Linked DNA regions of Callithrix jacchus: region 2 is linked to region 1. The links are chromatin contacts, called in public Hi-C maps. All regions are on one chromosome and are shown on one strand. The core of a region is the stretch at or near the end of the contact, and the rest is flanking DNA. Distances in the headings are between cores, read along the strand shown.

Region 1 (4,877 bases), core at 1,065-3,564:
GAGCCATGGAGTAGTATCAGCAGTCCTTTGAAGGGGTGGGAGATACCTGGACCTGAAGATTTTGGAGGCTCCCCAAGCCATTTATACCTATTTCTGAATCTCCTTATACCTCTCAGTGAAACACTGCACTTGGCCTAATATTTTTTTAACATTTTTATTTCATTTATTTATTTTCTTAGAGATGGGGGTCTTGCTCTGTTGCCCAGGTAAGAGTATAGTGGCATGATCATAGCTTGCTGCAGACTTGAACTCCTGGGCTCAAGCAATTCTCCCACCTCAGCCTCACAAACAGCTAGGACGACAGGCACACAACACCACACCTGGCTAATTTTTTATTTCTGTGGAGATGGAGTTTCACTATGTTGCCCAGATTGGTCTCAAACTCCTGGGCTCAAGTGATCTTCCAGCCTTAGCCTCCCATAATACTGGGATGACAGGCTTGAGCTGCTGTGTCCAGCTGACATTATTTATCAAAATTATTTTAAGTGGTATGTGAGCAAAAGAGTATGAAGACCACTGGTTGAAGACCATAGGCTGTGGTGGCCTTTAGGAGGGCTTCTAGGAGGTAGTAGCCTGGTCTCTACCTCTAGTCCTCTGAAACTGAATCTAAATTTCACCAGGCAGACCAAGAAAATCATTGTAGACCAAGAAAACGAGACGGAGTTACACTCTTCGCTGCCCAGGCTGGAGTGCAATGGCACCATCTTGGCTCACTGCAACCTCTGCCTCCCAGGTTCAAGCCATTCTTCTGTCCCAGCCTCCCCAGTAGCTGGGATTACAGGAGCCTGCCACCACACCTGGCTAATTTTTGTATTTTTAGTAGTGATGGGGTTTCACCACGTTGGCCAGGCTGGTTTCAAACTCCTCACCTTGTGATCCACCTGCCTTGGCCTCCCAAAGTGCTGGGATTACAGGTGTGAGCCACCGCCCCCAACCTGTACTTGATTTTTTGGTAATCACCACCACAGCTGACCAGTCTCCTTTTTGAAATACACTTCCCCTGACTTTGGGGTGATCGCACATTTCTGATTTTCCTCTCCTTGGCCCCTTATCCTAAGTTTTTGCTAGCTCCATCTCTTCCAGTTCACCTTTTAAATGCTGGAGTTTCTCAGGGAAGTTATAAGCCTTCTACTCTTTCTATTATTTTCCCACTAAGATATTTCATCCATTACCACAGTTTCAAATACAGTCTGTATCCCAACAACTCCCAAATTTATATTTCTAGCATAGACCTTGCTCCCAAGCTCCTAAATCCAATTGCTTACGCCACATCTATACCTTAATATCTCATGGGATTCCCAAACTGCAAAAAGCCACAGCCAAGTTCATATTCTTTCCATTCAAAATATCTTCTTCCTCTAGGCTTCCCCGACTTAGTAATTGTACTTTATCTGCCCAGTTGTTCATGCCAGAGACCTGGAAGGCATTTTTGATATCACTTTAACCTCCCCCATAGCCAACCAATAATTTATTTCTATGAATTCTCCTTTGTGTAAGAGTTCCCTAAGCCTCCAGACTAGGCATACCCTTATACTTTTTCCTTTTTTTTTTTTTTTTTTTTTTTTAAAGGATGGAGTCTGACTCTGTCACCCAGGCTGGAGTGCAGTGGCGTGATCTTGGCTCGCTGCAAGCTCCGCCTCCTGGGTTCAAGTGATTCTCCTGCCTCAGCCTCCCAAGTAGCTTGGATTACAGTCCTGTGCCACCACACCCAGCTAATTTTTGTATTTTTAGTAGAGGTGGGGTTTCACCATGTCGACCAGGCTGGTCTTGAACTCCAGGCCTCAAGTGATCCAGCCGCCTCGGCCTCCCAAAGTGCTGGGATTACAGGTGTGAGCCACTGCTCCTAGCCAAATATTTGTTAAATGAACAAATGTAAGCACTATTTATAGTGTCATGTAGTCTTTAGTATTGTGTGGTGTTCTGTTGTGTTGTTATTTAGCACCTATTGCTATGTTCACGGTAGGGGGCAGCAGAGTACATAGATCATGAAAGAGTCCAGTACTCAGTATTAAAAGGGCGACTGGAGATAAATCACTTAACCTTTCTGAGACTATTTCCTTCTCTGGAAGTCAGGGTTAATTCTCCTTCCTTTCCTTGGATCAGAAAAGATAAGCAGATGTAAAAGGGCTTCACTGCAGGACAAACAAGAGGGAGTGTGAATAGAGTCACTTAAGATAAATATTTGTTGAATAAATAGAGACAGAGGAAGAGGATTTTGGCTATTAGACTGTGAGACAGATTGCAGTAGAGAGTTGACAGATTCCGAAGAGAGAAAATGAAAGCTCCCGGAAGAGACTGGCCTATGCCCAGAGCCAGCGCTGTGAAGTCAGCACGGGATGTCCTTGGCATGCTCGCATCTCCACTCCCTGATCACCGTCTCTACCTCTACCTCTGGCCTCTATTTTCCCATCGTGGTGCTGTCGGCTTTTCCTTCCCTTCTCTCCCATCAAAGCACATCCGTCCTCTGTCCTGGCCACTCAGAGGCGTGCTCACTGCCATCCACAGTGACAGCCAGTTAACCCGATAAACGGATTCTCACTTAAAGTGCCCAGGGCAGATAGAGTATTATTTTACCTCTCTCAATAACAAGAATTGTGCCCTCTTGAGACAGAAGGAATAACTTACTCAGAAATTATAAGTTCCAAATAATAAAGTTTAGGATTTGTGGAAGGAGAGGAAATGGAAGGTTAATAGAAATGAAGACAGTCATAACTTGGCCGGGCCCGGTGGCTCACTCCTGAAATCCTAGCACTTTGGGAGGCTGAGGTGGGCAGATCACCTGAGGTCAGTGGTTCGAGACCACCTGGCCAACATGTTGAAACCCCATCTCTACTAAAAATACAAAAATCAGCCAGGCATGGTGATGTGCTCCTGTAGTCCCAGCTACTCAGGAGGCTGAGGCCAGAGAATCGCTTGAACCTGGGAGGCAGAGGTTGCAGTGAGCCAAGATCGTACCTCTGCACTCCAGCCTGGGCAACATAGCAAGAGTCTGTCTCTACCACAAATAAAACAAAATAAAAATTAGAAAACATATTAAAAAATAAATTGTGTATTCAAGTCCTTTGTTAGAAATGTGATTTGCGACTGGGTGCAGTGGCTCACACCTGTAATCCAGCACTTTGGGAGGCCAAGGTTGAAGTGGCTCACACTTGTAATCCCAGCACTTTGGGAGGCCAAATTTGGGAGGGATCACTTGAGGTCAGGAGTTTAAGACCAGCCTGGTCAACACGGTGAAACTCCATCTCTACTAAAAACACAAAAATTAGCCAGGCTGGGTGGTGGATACCTGTAATATCAGCTACTGGGGAGGCTGAGGCAGGAGACACTTGAACCTGGGAGGAGGAAGTTGCAGTGAGCCGAGATCGCACCATTGCAATCCAGCCTGGGTGACAAGAGCAAATCCCCATCTCAAAAAAACAAAACAGAAAGAAATGTAATTTGCAAATATTTTCTCCAAGGTTATTGCTTGTCAATGCCTTTTGACAAAAAAATTTAGTTTTGATGAAATCTAATTTATTCAATTTTCCTTTTATAAACTGTGCTTTAATGTTGCATCTAAGAACTCTGCCTAACCCAAAGTGACAAAAGTTTTTCTTTTATGCTTTTTTCTAAAAGTTTCATGAGTTTATATTTAGGTCTATGATCCACTTCAACTAAATTTGTTAAATACAAGGTATGTGGTATAGGTCAAGGTTTCCATTTTTGCCTATGAAAGTCCCGTTGTTCCAGCATCTTTTTTTTTTTGAGACAGAGTCTCGCTCTATCACCTGTCCAGGCTGGAGTGCAGTGGTACCACCTCAGCTCACTGCAACCTCTGCCTCCTAGGTTCAAGCAATTCTCCTGCCTCAGCCTCCAGAGTAGCTGGGATTGTGCCACCATGTCAGGCTAATTTTTGTATTTTTAGTAGAGATGGAGTTTCACCAATTTGGCCAGGCTGGTCTTGAACCTACTGACCTCAGGTGATCCGCCCACCTTGGCCTCCCAAAGTGCTGGTATTACAGACATGACCCACCATGCCTGGCCCATCCAGCACCATTTATTTTATTTATTTATTTTTATTTTTTGAGACTGAGTCTTGCTCTGTCACCCAGGTTGGAGTGCAGTAGCATGATCTTGGCTCACTGCAACCTCTGCCTCCCAGGTTCAAGTGATTCTCCTGCCTCAGCCTCCTGAGTAGCTGGGATTACAGGCACCCACCACCACACCCAACTAATTTTTGTATTTTTAGTAGAGATGGGGTTTCACCATGTTGGCCAGACTGGTCTCAAACTCGTGACCTTGTGATCTGCCTGCTTTGGCCTCCTAAAGTGCTGGGATTACAGGTGTGAGCCACTGTGTCCGGCCAGCATCATTTCTTAAAAAAGACAACCTTTTTCCATTGAATTGCCTTTGGATCTTTGTAGAAAAATCAATTGGGCATTTTGGTGTCACTCTATTTCTGGACTCTATTCTATTAATCTATGTGTCTATCCTTTTGCCAAGACTGTAGTTCTTTATTAGTGTATCAGTATAATATGTCTTGAAGTCAGATAGTGTGAGTTCTCCAACATTGTTCTACTTTTCCAAGATTGTTTTAGCTTTCCAATTCCTTTGCCTTTCTGTGTAAATTTTAGAATCAACTTGTTAATATCTACCAAAAAAAAAAAATCCTGCTAGAATTTTTATCGGGATTGTGTGAATCTTTATATCAACCCGGCGAGAGCTGACATCTTAACAAAATTGAGCCTTCCGGTCAGTAAACGTGTTATAGCTCTCCATTTATTTAGGTCTTCCTCAATTTCTTTCATCAGTGTTTTGTAGTTTTCAGTGTAAAGATTCTGCATATATTTTGCTAGATTTATCCTTAAAGTATTTCATTATTTTGGAGCTACTATAAA
Region 2 (4,877 bases), core at 1,593-4,092, 110 kb after region 1:
CTGGAGTGCAGTGGCACGATCTGGGCTCACTGCAATCTCCACCTCCTGGGTTCAAGCAGTTCTCCTGCCTCAGCCTCCCGAGTAGCTGGGACTACAGGCGTGTGCCACCACGCCCAGCTAATTTTTTTGTATTTTTAGTAGATACAGGGTTTCACCATGTTGACCAGGATGGTCTCGATCTTCTGACCTTGTGATCCACCTGTCTCAGCCTCCCAAAGTGCTGGGATTACAGGCGTGAGCCACTGTGCCCAGCCATACATACCACAAGTTCTTTGTCCACTCAGTGATAATGGACATTTGGGCTAGTTCCATATTTTTGCAATTGTGGATTGTGCTGCTATAAACATGCATGTGCTAGTATCTTTTTTGAATAATGACTTATTTTCCTCTGGGTAGACACCCAGTAGTAGGATTGTGGATCAAATGGTAGTTCTACTTTCAGTTCTTTACAAATCTCCATACTGTTTTCCATAGTGGTTGTACTAGTTTATATTCCCACCAGCAGTGTGAGTGTTCCCTTTTCACCACATCCACGCCGACTTCTATTATTTTTTGACTATGGTCATTCTTGCAGGAGTAGGGTGGTATGGCATTGTGGTTTTGATCTGCATTTCCCTGATTGTTAGTGATGTTGAGAGTTTTTTCATGTTTGTTGGCCATTTGTATATCTTCTTTTGAGAACTGTCTCTTCCTGCCCTTAGCCCACTTTTTGATGAGATTGCTTTTTTCTTGCTGATTTGTTTGAGTTCCTTGTAGATTCTAGATATTAGTCCTCTGTTGGATGTAAGATTTTCTCCCACTCTGTAGGTTGTCTGTTTACTCTGCTGATTGTTTTTTTTTTTTTTTTGCTAATTTTAATTTAGTTTAATTAATTTAGTTTATTTAAGTCTCATCTATTTATCTTTGTTTTTGTTGCATTTGCTTTTGGATTCTTGGTCATGAAGTATTTGCCTAAGCCAATGTCTGGAAGGGTTTTTCCAATGTTATCTTCTAGAATTTTTATGGTTTCAGGTCTTAGATTAAAAGTCCTTGATTCATTTTGAGTTTATTATTATTATTACTATTATTTTTTTGAGGTGGAGTCTCTGTTGCCCAGGCTGGAGTGCAGTGGCATGATCATGGCTCACTGCAGCCTCTGCCTCCTGGGTTCGAGTGATTCTCCTGCCTTAGTCTCCTGAGTAGCTGGGATTACAGGTGCCCACCACCATGTCCAGCTAATTTTTGTATTTTTAGTAGAGGTGGGGTTTCACTATGTTGGCCAGGCTGGTCTTCAACTCCTGACCTCAAGTGATCTGCCTGCCTTGGCTTCCCAAAGTGCTGGGATACAGGTGTGAGCCACTGCCCCCAGCTGAGTTTATTTTTGTATAAGGTGAGAGATGAGGATCCAGTTTTATCTTGTGGCTTGCCAGTTATCACCATTTGTTGAAAAGGATGTCATTTCCCCACTTTATGTTTTTGTTTGCTTTGTGGAAGATCAGTTGGCTAAAAGTATTTGGCTTTATTTCTGTGTTCTCTATTTTGTTCCATTAATCTATGTGCCTATTTTTATACCAGTACCATGTTGTTTGGGTGACTATGGCCTTATAGTATAGTTTGAAGTCAGGTAATGTGATGCCTCCAGATTTATTCTTATTTATTTATTTATTTATTTATTGAGACAGAGTTTTGCTCTTGCTGCCCAGGGTGGAGTGCAATGGCGCGATCTCGGCTCATGGCAACCCTCCTGGGTTCAAGCGATTCTCCTGCCTCAGCCTCCCAAGTAGCTGTGATTACAGGCATGTGCCACCACATCCGGCTAATTTTTGTATTTTTAGTAGAGACGAGGTTTCTCCATATTGGTCAGGCTGGTCTCAAACTCCCAACCTCAGATGATCCACCTGCCTCAGCCTCCCAGTGCTGGGATTACAGGCACAAGCCACTGCGCTTGGCCTCAGATTTATTCTTTTTGCTTATTCTTGCTTTGGCTATGCAGGCTGTTTTTTGGTTCCATATGAATTTTAGAATTTTTTCTTTCTAGTTCTATAAAGAAGGATGGTGAGACCACTCCTTTTAGATGGGGCGTGAGGATGGTAACCAGAGTGCCAGTTCACCTGGGAGAGTCCCTTTTATGCCTACTGTCCAGATGTAATTATTTATTGTGTCTTTTCATTCTTTAAAGTGTTTGGTCTGAGCAATTATTTACAGCCATCTTAGTTGAGTCACAATCTTCACCATTCCCTCTTACATCACACTTAGCTCCCCCCCCCCACTTTTTTTTTTTTTTTATTTGAGACGGAGTCTCGCTCTGTCTGGAGTGCAGTGGTTGGCTCACTGCAACCTCTGCCTCCCGGATTCTTGCAATTCTCCTGCCTCAACCTCCGGAGCAACCGGGACTACAGGTGCACGCCGCCACGCCAGGCTAATTTTTTGTATTTTAGTAGAGACGGGATTTCCCCTTGTTGCCCAGGCTGGTCTCGAACTCCTGAGCTCAGGCAATCCACCCACCTCGGCCTCCCAAAGTGCTGGGATTACAGGCGTGAGCCACCGCGCCTGGCCCTCTTTCATTTTTATGGCAAGCCCCTTGCTAGAAAGGGAAAAATTGTGTGTGCATTGGGTGCAAGGAGTCAGAGCCATCTTGCCACAGAAGTTAGCTTAAAGAATGAATATGTGGGCTCATGGTAGAGACAACAGGCTATCTGGTGGATAGAAAGTAGGACAGGGTTTCCCTTTGACAGAGAATGTGATGTCACAACTTACTAAACCCTTTGCCTTCCATCATTTAATTTCACAACAACCTATCCAGTTACACAACTTATCCAGTTTGAGTCTGTGCATTTCTTTCTGCTGTTTTCCCCTGTGACCTGCATTTCGTGATAAAGAGTTCTAGGCCGTTCTGCTCACCGCTGTATCCCAGACACCCCACCTTTCCCCAGACATGGTTCAGTGTCGGGTGCAAAGAAAGCCCCAGGAACTACTGATTGACTGATCAGGATCCCAGGACCTATAGCTGGAGTGACCTGATGAGGACACTGAGGGGCAGGAGCAGAGTGCGATGACTTGGTCGAGGTCCGCGGCGAGTCACAGGCAGAGAGAAGCAGGCCAGAATCAGATTCGAGGGCCTGACTCCTGACCTGAAGCCCAGGATCATTTCTTAGCCAGCTGCCTGCATCCTCCCCAAACAGAAGGGGAGAAATGGGAGAGTGCGCATGCAGGGACTGATCTCAGACCTCGGGAGATTCAGCCTGAATGCTGGGCCCGGGGGCCAGAGAAACCGGAGGTACCGGAAAGACCTTATCTTTTTTCCCACCGGCCCCGCTGCCGCGCAGGACTACATTTCCCAGCAGCCCCCACGACGCGCACTGTTCGTGCCACGCGGCTTGCGCCTCCGCCGACGGCCCGCTGGGGGCGCTGCGGCGACCCCTCCGCCGCCCCGTAGAAATCTCCTGGGCCCCGAGGCCGCTTGCTTCCTGTTTGTCGGACGAGGAGACATGGCGGCGGCGCCGGCAGTGGCAGGGTCCGGAGCCGGCCGAGGCAGACGGTCGGCAGCCACAGTAGCGGCTTGGGGCGGATGGGGCGGCCGGCCGCGGCCCGGGAACATTCTGTTGCAGCTGCGGCAGGGCCAGCTGACCGGCCGGGGTCTGGTCCGGGCAGTGCAGGTACGAGGCTGGCCCAGGAGGGGCGGGGCGGGGCGGACCAGGCGGGAGCTGGCCAGGGACCGGGAAAGAGGCCTTTCCAGGCCGCCGCTGGACAGGCCAGACCCCCCTTGGCTGGCCGCAAGGCCTCCCTGTGAGCTGCCCGGACGCTCTCAGCTGCAGCGGGGCCGTGGAAAGCAGCTGGCTTGATGTCCCTTGTCAGTAGCCGAGCGGGGCTGGGCTGCTGTGGGCACTGATGGCGTGTACGAACCCTGGGCCCGGTTTCTGGATCCTCCCTCCCTTGCGCCACGTCTGCATGTCTGGGAGACCCTGGCGAGTTTGTTTTAGTCTCTATGGGCCTCGAGTTTCTCCCGTGTATTGGGCGTGGGGGAGGGGGTCATCATTGCAGCCCCCAGACGGTTCCCAAGCGTTATCATAAATGTCATTTTCTCAGGCCTTTCCTTGACACTCTCTCTTCCTCCTTTCTAAAGTAGGTCCCCGTTGTTATTCTGTCACAGCCGCGCATTGGTTTCGTTTACGTTACTTTCTTAGTCTATAATTTCATATTTCTTTGTTGTCTGCCTTTTTCTCGCCTGTCTCCCACATTAGGCTGACTTCCAGCGGGTGCAGAGACTGGATCTGGTTTGCCAATGTAGAGCGTCATGGTTAAGAGGGACTCTGGAGTCAGGCCTGGGTTCAAAGCCCTGCTCCTCTCTCTTGGTTGGGCAGGTTACCTTTCTGTGCCTTAGTTTCCTCACTTGTAAGATGAAGATGAGAATTAGTAACCAACCTTTTAAGATTGTTGTGGAGATCAAAGGGGGCAATTGTGTAAAGCATTAGTGCATTTCTGGCTGAAAGTGGTTGGTTAATATTAAGTATCTGATTTATAACAGGTGCCCAACATATGGTGATTATTATTTTTGAGTGAGTGAAGGACACTGCTTTAGGGTAAAGCAGAATTAGTAAGACCTAGTCTCCTCCTTCTTTCACCCTCCCCCACCTCAAACCTTGCTAACACACCTGTAAAACATTAGCTTTATTTAAAAGACAGCTTTTGCATCAAGGAAGTTTGAAGGATACTCAAGAAACTATAAAGTGGTTGGTGGGAGTGAGGTGGGAATTGGGCTAAAGGGAAAGAGAATGGGAGTGAGACTTTTCACAGTATAACTTTGTATTTAAATTTAACTTGCATATCACTTTCTCAAATGATAAAAGGATAGAATAAAATAAAGGCTAGGTGGTCTGTGTGTATGGAGGATGGTGGAT

What was found. Hi-C and Micro-C count contacts between places; a contact is called where the count stands out from the background.
Region 2: a Hi-C map of induced pluripotent stem cells shows a contact between it and region 1, with 2.5 times the contacts expected there. The contact joins the promoter of TRPC4AP here to the enhancer-like site in region 1. A contact is called at or near these places in 3 of 3 Hi-C or Micro-C datasets (induced pluripotent stem cells and skeletal muscle).

The regions. Positions count from the first base shown.
Region 1 is chr5:4,106,342-4,111,218 of calJac240_pri, forward strand. No RefSeq gene overlaps it. Among named protein-coding and RNA genes, the nearest start is that of MMP24, 16 kb to the left of the region's middle. Within about 2 kb of position 2,315, at least 6 of the 16 cell types and tissues checked have an H3K27ac peak or open chromatin away from gene starts, as enhancers often do.
Region 2 is chr5:4,218,493-4,223,369 of calJac240_pri, forward strand. TRPC4AP (transient receptor potential cation channel subfamily C member 4 associated protein) reads left to right here and starts at 2,843. Exons shown (of 20, transcript XM_078371060.1): 1 at 2,843-3,635. The coding sequence starts at 3,186.